Linked DNA regions of Sus scrofa: regions 1 and 3 are each linked to region 2. A link is a contact called in public Hi-C data. All regions are on one chromosome and are shown on one strand. Each heading gives the region's core, a stretch centred on a gene start, on an enhancer-like site or on the middle of the called end of the contact. The rest is flanking DNA. Distances are from core to core; before and after follow the strand shown.

What was found. A called contact is a pair of places that touch in the nucleus more often than the background predicts.
Region 1: a Hi-C map of embryonic fibroblasts shows a contact between it and region 2, with 2.2 times the contacts expected there. The contact joins the enhancer-like site here to the promoter of LIN7C in region 2. A contact is called at or near these places in 11 of 47 Hi-C or Micro-C datasets (embryonic fibroblasts, epiblast stem cells, fetal heart ventricle and 7 more).
Region 3: a contact with region 2 is called in a Hi-C map of embryonic fibroblasts, with 2.8 times the contacts expected there. The contact joins the promoter of KIF18A here to the promoter of LIN7C in region 2. A contact is called at or near these places in 1 of 47 Hi-C or Micro-C datasets (embryonic fibroblasts) and 1 of 2 datasets of contacts at active chromatin or transcription factors (alveolar macrophages).

Annotation. Positions count from the first base shown.
Region 1 is chr2:33,515,578-33,518,603 of Sscrofa11.1, reverse strand. No RefSeq gene overlaps it. Among named protein-coding and RNA genes, the nearest start is that of SLC5A12, 44 kb to the left of the region's middle. Within about 2 kb of position 1,438, at least 4 of the 83 cell types and tissues checked have an H3K27ac peak or open chromatin away from gene starts, as enhancers often do. A contact at or near this core is called in embryonic fibroblasts, where this site is marked.
Region 2 is chr2:32,843,303-32,846,429 of Sscrofa11.1, reverse strand. It overlaps LIN7C (protein lin-7 homolog C), which reads right to left and starts at 1,502. Exons shown (of 5, transcript XM_003122904.4): 1 at 1,171-1,502. The coding sequence starts at 1,207.
Region 3 is chr2:32,242,188-32,245,415 of Sscrofa11.1, reverse strand. KIF18A (kinesin-like protein KIF18A) reads right to left here and starts at 1,343. Exons shown (of 17, transcript XM_003122903.4): 1 at 1,222-1,343. It overlaps METTL15 (probable methyltransferase-like protein 15), which reads left to right and starts at 1,342. Exons shown (of 7, transcript XM_005654689.3): 1 at 1,342-1,485. The coding sequence starts at 1,347.

The sequences.
Region 1 (3,026 bases), core at 189-2,688, 670 kb before region 2:
CTTAACCCACTGAGCCAGGCTGGGGACCGAACCCACAACCTCATGGTTCCTAGTCAGATTCATTAACCACTGAGCCACAATGGGAACTCCCCAGAAAAAGTTTTCTTATAATGAGCAGAAATTTGTCTCCCTGCAGGCTATGCTTTATTGTCCTAATCTCATTCCTTTTAATCACACAAACTAACTTAAATGCCTTTCTTTTCTGATGGATCCTAATGAAATTTCAGAGATACTGTCAATGCAACTCTGAGTTTTCTCTTCTCCAGAAAAATTCTCCCTAGTTCCTGAAATTGTTTCTCCTAGGCCTTACCTCTAGATTCATTCGATATGTTGATCTATTTTTCATGTCACCCAGAACTAAACAAAATTCCTTTTTGAAAATAATACAAATAATAATTATTTACTGAAGAAAAATGAGAAAACACAGACAAAAAAAGTATTTTTAAATGACCTATAAAAATTTCCAGGCAAAAGGGCCCCCTTTGATATTTTGGCATAAAACCTTCCAAAATTACTCACATGCAAACATGCACTGTTAACTGTTAGCAGGATAGTTGTGTGAAACAAAATGTAAAAAATGATGACTTCTATGTCTATTTCTGAAAAGAGACACACACACAAAAATCCCATTGGAGTAGATTGTTTTTTTCCAGAAAATGTCATTTAGCTACTTCCTAATAGCTATGTAAATATGTTAGTTGTAGCCCCTGATTCTCTAAAGCAGAGAAGCATCTGCTATAAAATGGCAGGGAGGAAATGAAACAACTGCTTAAAAGATTTATGGGTCACTTAAGGCCTCTATTGCTGCTGCTTTCCCCCTACTCCTCCTCTTCTTTCTTCTTCATTTATTAAGAAAAAAAAAAAAAGGTTAAAACCATTCTTGGTTTACAGGCCATACCAAAATGGGGCCCTGACGAGATTTTGCCAGCATGCTATAGTTTGTCTAACTCTGTTCCAGAGGAAGAATTTAACACAGCTTCTCAATTACTGACAAATGTTGTGCCCCCTCAATCTCCTTGGCACATAGAGCTGACTCCTGGGGAGCATTTGGGTAAATCTGGAGCCTCCTGAAAAGAAATGAATGCCTTATATACTGGCTTCTGAAGTTAAACTCTATTGGAGATTTTCTGATGGGTCGAGATGTTCCCAACTGAGATGTGACAAGTAGAAAATATACCAAGAGATCCAAACCTGAACTAGCAACAGGAGAAACAGACATCTGGCTTATTGTTCTAGACCTTTGCATGGTTGGAGAAGAGAACTGACTCTAACATGGTTCATGACTAACTAAGCTAGTTTAGTCAAAAGGTTATGCTTTGGAATTAATGACTAAGGGTATGAGTATATTCTTGGCAAATCATAATCCTCAAAGGAATCAAGTGGTGAGCTCTCTGTTTTACTCATAGTTTATGCTGTAGTAACAATCACTCAAAATCTCTGTGGTTTAACAAGATAAAGGCTTATGTATCGCTTCCAGTGTGGTGGACAGCTCCCCCTGATAGCTCGCTTGTACAGCTCTCCTATTGCACAAGACCTTCTACATAATCAGTCAGGGATCCAGGCTCCTTCCATCTTATGATGTCACCATTTTAATGCATAACGATATTTTCTGTGCATGGGGAAGAAATAGCATGGGCAAGTATTCAGGGTATTATGCACAAGTCTGAAATTGCCAGACCTCACTTATTTTCACATGCATTTCTCAGAATCTATTCAACCTAATTTCAAAGGAGGCTAGGAAATAGAGTTGCCCTATGTGCCCAAGGGGAAAAAAATACTATTTACTATCTAACCAATCTTGGCCACATTCCCTTTACCAATACATAGGTATGGGATAGGGTTAGGGTAGCGTATGTAGCCTCTGAAAAGATCTGAAGCAGAAAGAGTGTAACTACAGTAGTGACTAGTATGTGTAATAATTTTAGATACAAGTTTTCATTGACATACATAGGAATGATGGCATTCGAGACGAGCCTAGGAACTATTTTAGCTCTTTAGTTCTCTTTGCCTGGCATCTGGAACCTAGATGTAATCAATCTCTTGGAACTGAGCAACCTCTGGGGGTTTTCAGAAACAAGAAGGTGGAGAATAAGAGAAACAGGACATCCTGCCAAGTTAGACCAATGAGGGTTTGAGCAATTTATTCAAATACTATATTTTGTGACTTCATATATGATGCAAGCTGATGAAGTAGGACCTACTCTTTACAAATGTGTATGTGTGTGTGTGTGTGTTTACAAACATACTAGAATAATTTCTTCTCATGTCAATGTTAAGGCTGATTTTCCCAGCATGATCTGAACATATCTATTAGAAATCATCTATTACTTTCTTGATTTTGATATCTTGACTCTCAGTAGAGCCTATGAGTAAATGAATATTTAGTAACTACATTATGCTATTTGCACCTAATGATGTCTAAAATCCCGAAGCTTCTCCCCTGTGTTCCTTATCTCTTCTATTTTGTGTTTGTGCAATTCACCTTGGTGATTCACACTTGCTGTTTTTACAACCTTCAGCATATTTTCTTCCCTTCTCTTAGTGAGAACAACAAATTAAATTTGAAATGAATCAGGGTAAGTGGAGAGATTATATTTTTTTATTTTTTTTGAATGGTTGCACCTGCAGTATACGGAAGGTCGAATTGCACCTGCATTTGCAAACTACATCATATTTTGTGGCAACACCAGATCCTTGACCCACTGAGCAAGGCCAGGGATCAAACCTGCATCCTCCTAGACACTATGTCGGGTTCCTAACCAGCTGAGCCACAACAGGAACTCCAAAGTTATAATTAAAATGCTATTCTCAGGGAGTTCCCATTGTGGTGCAGCAGTTAACGAGCCCAACTAGTAACCATGAGGTTTCGGGTTCGATCCCTGGCCTCATTCAGTGAGTTAAGGATCCGGCATTTCCATGAGCTGTGGTGTAGGTTGCAAACGTGGCTTGGATCCTGCATTGCTCTGGCTGTGGTGTAGGCCAGCAGCTACTGTTCCGATTCAACCTGGGAACCTCTATATGCCATG
Region 2 (3,127 bases), core at 253-2,752:
TTAAAGGTCTGGTAGGCTGGAGGAAAACAACATCACTTGTAAAGTAACTTACAAGTAGTGAACACCATAAGGAATAAACAATGTCTAGTGTGCATTTGTTTCTGTAAAGGCACAAGGAAAGAGTTCACCAACTACAATAATTCTAAAAATGCATTCTCTCCTTAGAGCGGAAGTTACTTAACACTCAGACAGTAAATGCAAAAGTTAATATCTGCAAGATATTTTCAATCTCCATCCTATACTTTATCACTAGTACTCCATATGTGTACTTCATACTTTTTGACTCTTACGACTCCTAATACTAGCATGTCAAAAGTATGCATGAAGTTATTTGAAAAAAAGGACTTGGGAGGAAAGAGGGGAATGCTGAAAATCTTCAACAGGCCTCTTCTAGGCTCATAGCTATGTACTTTAACTGGCTTTTCGATTTCCAGTCATTCAGCAGAAAGGTTTTATTTTCCTTGACAGCCTGCTCTACAAAGCAAGCACCCAGCCAGTTAGCAATTGTAGGATTTGTAAAGAAGGAAAAAAACTACACTATTAAGTATTTTACAATCTACCACAATTCCAACTAGTTATGTAACCTTCTTCCCTGGACATTAGTAAGATTGTTTTTAAAGCACCTTCTCCGTACGGGGAGGGGGACCACAGCCAGAACACAACCCGATAGAAATACAAGTGGGGTTGTGGTCGAAGTAACGACAGCGTTCGTGCATAAATAAGGTGGGTTCTGTGGCAATGTACTGTGAAGCCGGGCTGTGTGAGTAAGGCGGGGACACTGGATTGTGCACAGGTCAATACGGGCAGTGAGTGTAGTCTGTACAACTGGGCGTGTGATGTTTGCTTAGCTAGACACGTCTCCGAACGCTGCGTCTGCCATACCCATCCAGAGAACGCGTGTGCAGAGTGTGTTTGCGAACGCAGACAGGTGGGGTCGAACAGTACTGTGCTTCGCGACTGTCCGTGTGAATAGAGGTGGGTCTGGGTATCAGTCAAGAGCAGCAAGCTCTCCCCCTGGGGCCAGGCGCAGCAACGTCGGCGGCCACCGGCGCCAGCGCGAAGAAAAGACTGATTCCAGATCTCAGAGCTTAGCTGCCCCCCACCCCCACGGCGGAAAGGCACTCCCCCACCTTCTCCGTCCACGACAGTCCCGGCCTAGTCCCCACTCACCCCTCTCCAGTCGCACAGGTTCCCCCAACGCCGCCATCTTCTCCCTTTGCCTGCAGACCCACAGGAAATGACGATAGAGGGGCTGCGGTGGAGGGGCGGGGCTTAGCAGGAGCCGGGAGCAACCGAGCCAGTATCGCGAGAGCGGGAGCAACCGAGCTGGGGCTCGCGGGGATCTTCCCGTGGGCTGAGCGGGCTCCAGAGGGTGGCCTTGGGCTGCATCTTCAGTGCTTGTCAGGTTCTCCAATCCCCCGGCCTCCTATAGTTGAAAAGAGTCTCCCTCCCAATTCTTTCCCCATTCTTAGCTATCCCACCCGTTTGCAACCCTTGGCTCCATGTGGTGGAGTCTGGATTCTTGTTACCCCTTGGTTCTGTGAGCCTGGACTGCTCACTTACCTTCTTTCGGCCTCAGTCTTCCCCTCTGTCGGACAAAGAGTCCGATCTCCGATTTCTTTAGATTCTAAGTGAGATTCGGTGACGTGTGTAAGTGAGATATTATAAATTCCGCATTTGTGGCTCCATTGCTTTAATTAATTTACCAATCCAAGGCATAGATCTTCCCTAGAAATCTGAGAATAAGGATAGAAAGTACGGAGTTCCCCGTCCTGGCGCAGCGGAAACGAATCCTACTAGGAACCATGAGATTTCGGGTTCCATCCCTGGCCTTGCTCGGTGGGTTAAGAATCCGGCATTGCTGTGAGCTGTGGGCTCAGATCTGCCATTGCTGTGGCTGTGGTGTAGGCCTGCAACTACAGCTCCAATTAGACCCCTAACCTGGGAACCTCCATATGCCCTGGGTGCGGCCCTAAAAAACACAAAAGGCAAAAAAAAAAAGGATGGAAAGTGCAAAAGTCATGAAACACTCTTGGGTGAGTGAGAAAACAAGACACTTGGGTGCATCTCAAAGTAGGAATTTTTAAAAGCTCATCAAAAACCTTATATAAATGAAATATTAGGAAGCAAATAATATTCTTAAAACACTCTAGATTCTTAGGACTACTTTTGAAAATTTCATGAGCCAAAACCAATTTTAGGCCTTAATTTGAGTGTGAAATATTAATTTGCCCAGCATTTCAATTCCACTAGTATTTATTCAAGCTCCAGTCTGCACTGCTAATCTGTGGGGTGCTCTTACAAAGGAGTGTTTAACACTTCATGACAAGATGGTTTTAACGACCTCTCTGTTGCCCCATACATCCTTTCCATTCAACTATAGTATTTTCTTCTCTTCCATCATGAATGCCACCATTAGACTCTTTTTTCCCCCTTGAACCCTGATTCCATCATCAAAGGTTACTGCTCAAAAACTTTCAATGGCTTCCCCCCCCCCAATTCCTATTCCTAAAGCCTTGCAAACTCTGATCCTAACTCATCTAACCTCATTTCTCATCCCTCAAATGGAATAACCACTCCAGTAGAGGTGGAATGTTTAAAACCATGCTTCTTCTTGCTTCCAAGTCTTCATTTATTTTGTACTTATGTAGAATGCCTTTCTTCATCGCTTCTAGTTTTCCATACTCTGTACATCCTCAAACTGAACCCATCCTCCAGGTCTGTGGAAGATATGCCACTTCCACTAAGTTTCCCTTTTGGCCATTCTGTTTCCCTTCTTTGGTCCTTAATGGCCCTTATGTCCTGCAAAAGCATTCATGTACTTTTCATCTCTTATTCATTGCTGTCATTTGTTGCTACAGATGTTCAAGAACTTTTGCTAAATATTTAAGGTCTATATCGGGCACCTTGCTAGACATTGAGAATATCATGTGGAGAAAGACAAATGCAGACATTGCCCTTGACTCTTCAAATATTTCTTCCTCAATTCTCCACCTCCTCTCCTTTGAAGACTCTGCTTACGCATATATTCCGCCACCTGACTGTCAACACTGATGCTCTGTTCATTTTGATTTTTCAAACTTCTGTCTCCTTTCTTCAATATCTAATATTCTCTTAATCCCATCTT
Region 3 (3,228 bases), core at 94-2,593, 600 kb after region 2:
TGCTGGATCCTTAACCCACTGAATGAGGCCAAGGATCGAACCTGTATCCTCATGGATGCTAGTCAGATTAGTTTATGCTGGGCCACAATGGGAACTCCATAAATTATTTCTTAAATACAAATTCATATCTGAATTAGATTCAAATCCAACAGACATTTTTTTTTTTTTTTTTTTTAAGGACCAGGAACTATCCTCTACCCTATCATGCATAGTCTCTATGCAACATAAACCTCTTACTGGAAATAACTTTCATGTTAAAGCCAATGCTTCTACTTAGATTTAAGCATCAAGGAGAAACTTCCCCAAATACAAGGTGGAGGCGCTGACTGTAGTGGAACAACACTACCAACTAAAATCTGTAGTATTCCTCACACACTCTACCTGATTGTTAATAGTTAGTAACCTAAACCATATATGTACTGTACAACTAAATTATTAAATTCTGGTCAAATAATCTCTTCTCACAGAGTAAACAGCACTGTCTTCACTTCTGTGAAACTGAGTACCTAATGAGTTCCTCAAGGCAAGTCTCTCAGAAACTAAGATTAAAAGGTAGAAATGATTCTCAGTGCTTAAAGTCCCTTTCTCTTGCGGAGCACTCTGTCATCCAGAATCCCTTCTGAAGCTCACCTGATCCTCAGCAACCCCGTTAGGCAGTGCTGGCAGGTCCTACCTTGATGCTACAACTGGGGCTCAGGGCCGGTTCCCGGCCAGGCTAACAGCAGAACCTCGCCGGACAAAAAGTTTATAAATTTGTGAACCAAAGCTCCTCATTTGACAGTTAAGCCCTGAGTTACATTTACATCTGTGTCTGAAACAAAACACTCTGCAGTGCGGAAGAAACTTTACACTGTAAGGTGCCGGACAGTTAAAGTGCTCTGCCAAAGTCTGGGACAGCGGCCAGGATGCCCTTTAACATTTCCGACTTCCTCAGAATTTAAAGCAGAAGATCCCTGCCCTTTCTGTTAAGCAGTCGAGGTCTCCCAATCTGGCACAGTCACATTTTAGTGGGTTCTCGAGTTTCTTCTTTCACTTTCACCTCAGGGACCCTAACCAGGCCCACCCTCCCCCCACCGCCCCACTTAACGCTTCCCTGTTTGTCAACAAGCCCACACGGTCCTCTTCCCCTGATGCCTCGGGACCCCTCCACTTCCAGAGAGACAGGTCATTCAAAAAATCTTCCCCGAGACCAGAATTTTTCTCCTCTTGCCTTTCACTTACCTCAGGCCCAGGACAAGTTACGGAGACACTTAACTTCAAGGTCCGCCTGCCGGCGTTTCAAACTCAGCCACGAGATTCAAACCTAAGCCAGCTTCCTCAGCGCCTCGTTTCATTGGCTGGTTTTCATGACGTCATCACGCAAGACTTCGCGATGGCGCGCGGCAGTTTGGCGCCTGGAGTCTCAGAGGCGCTGCGGAAGGGTAGTTGCCTGGCTTCGCGTCACCGTGGCAACGAGAACAGCAGTTTCCGGAGGTGTTGGCCGAGGTGGGCGGGGCTAAACCGGAGCTGCAGGTGGGAGGCAGCCACCTGGGATCTTCAGGCAGCCTTTCGACTGCGGGGTGCGGGGCCGATCTGTCCCAGGGTTCTGGGTGTGAGTGAGATGGGTATTGGCAGGGGTTGGCGGTTCCCCTCTCCTAGGGGCAGTGGCGGAGCCTGTTGGGTGTGGATAAATGGGTTCTGGGTGTTTATTTTCTCCTTTCCTCTATTCGGAAATGAGGTCTTCAAGGAACAGGTCCAGGATCTGAAGGTATAGGGACCTGTTTCTTCTGGCGACTTACACTTTCACTTGGACCAAACTGGGGTCAATTCGTCTCAATTAATTGAAAGTTCAGGATTTTTGGTTTGAGGGCCCAGGCCTACCCCCTTAGTATTGACTGTGAAACTATTTGTTGTATGGCTGTTTTTTACATTTCTTTCTAATGCTGGCGTTACAAAATAAATTCATTTAAATTTATTGGCCTAGTTCATTGTTGGATGGAGTAGGATTTTAAGTCCCAGGTTGTAGGTATTATTTTAGAATGCACACCTTAAAAAAAAAAAAACTGGAAAAAAATGGGAAATGTATTTTCTAAGAGAATTCACCTTTTATTTCTCAAGGTGTGTGTGTGTGTGTGTGTGTGTGTAATTTTTTTAATGGCCACAACCGTGGCATATGGAATTTCCCAGGTCTGGGACTGCATTTGAGCCCCAGCTGTGACCTACTCCACATCTGCAGCAGTGCTGGATACTTTAAGCCACTGCATTAGGCCAGGGATAGAACTTGAGTGTCCACAGTGATCTGAGCCTCTGCAGTCGAATTCTTAACCCACTGTGCCACAGTGGGAACTCCTCAGGATATTTTTAATAGTATGGTCTGAGTTTTATTGTTGTTCTTTATGTTCTTGTTGTATCTGTTGATTTAGCAGTTATTATTGTAGATTTTAAAGACATACTAGCACACAATTGAGTCAAAAATCCCTGCCCTCTTGGAGTTTATATTCTAGTGATTCAACATCACCATGTATGTTGGATAGTACAATACTAAATGAAAAGTATTATAGGTGAAACCTTCATATTATAGACATTTTTTCTTATTGAAAATCAGAAGCACTATTGTATATGATGCATGTTATATGATTGTTTGTGAATGGTGGATAGAGTATCAGCAAAGCTACTAATTGTTGGCTGTATTACATATATCTTAGCTAATGAGATAGTGATTTGTATGGTACTGGGTATTGTATAAAATTGAGAAGCCTTTTTATTTTATTTCAAATATGTACTCTATAGTCTGCCTTTGACATCTCGGGCATTTTATTTAATTGTACATATGTTAATCTAATTATTTAATTCTCAAAACAGCCTATGAAATGTAGATACTATCCATTTTACTGAAGGGACACTAGAGTTTTCGGAAAATCTCTAAAGGAAAATATTTCTCTTGAACTGTACAACCTAGCCAATTCAGAATGGAGTCATTTGTTTCTGAAATACTTTCTAGAGTAAGTGATATCAATATGCTATCTTAATCTATTCTGAAAATAGACATGTTTGTCAATTTCTTGTAAAATTTCGTTGATTGCTAGTGAATAAGTAAGTAGAAGTGTTTCAAATTGTGTCTCTTTTGACAAGCACATTATAGGCTGACCAGTCTTGCAGGTGTTTCCAGGTGCTAAGTGCTTACTTTACATTTAATGTTAAATTTTGCCCTACACTTGCTAGTTAAAACAGTGGTCAGATGATGAGGTC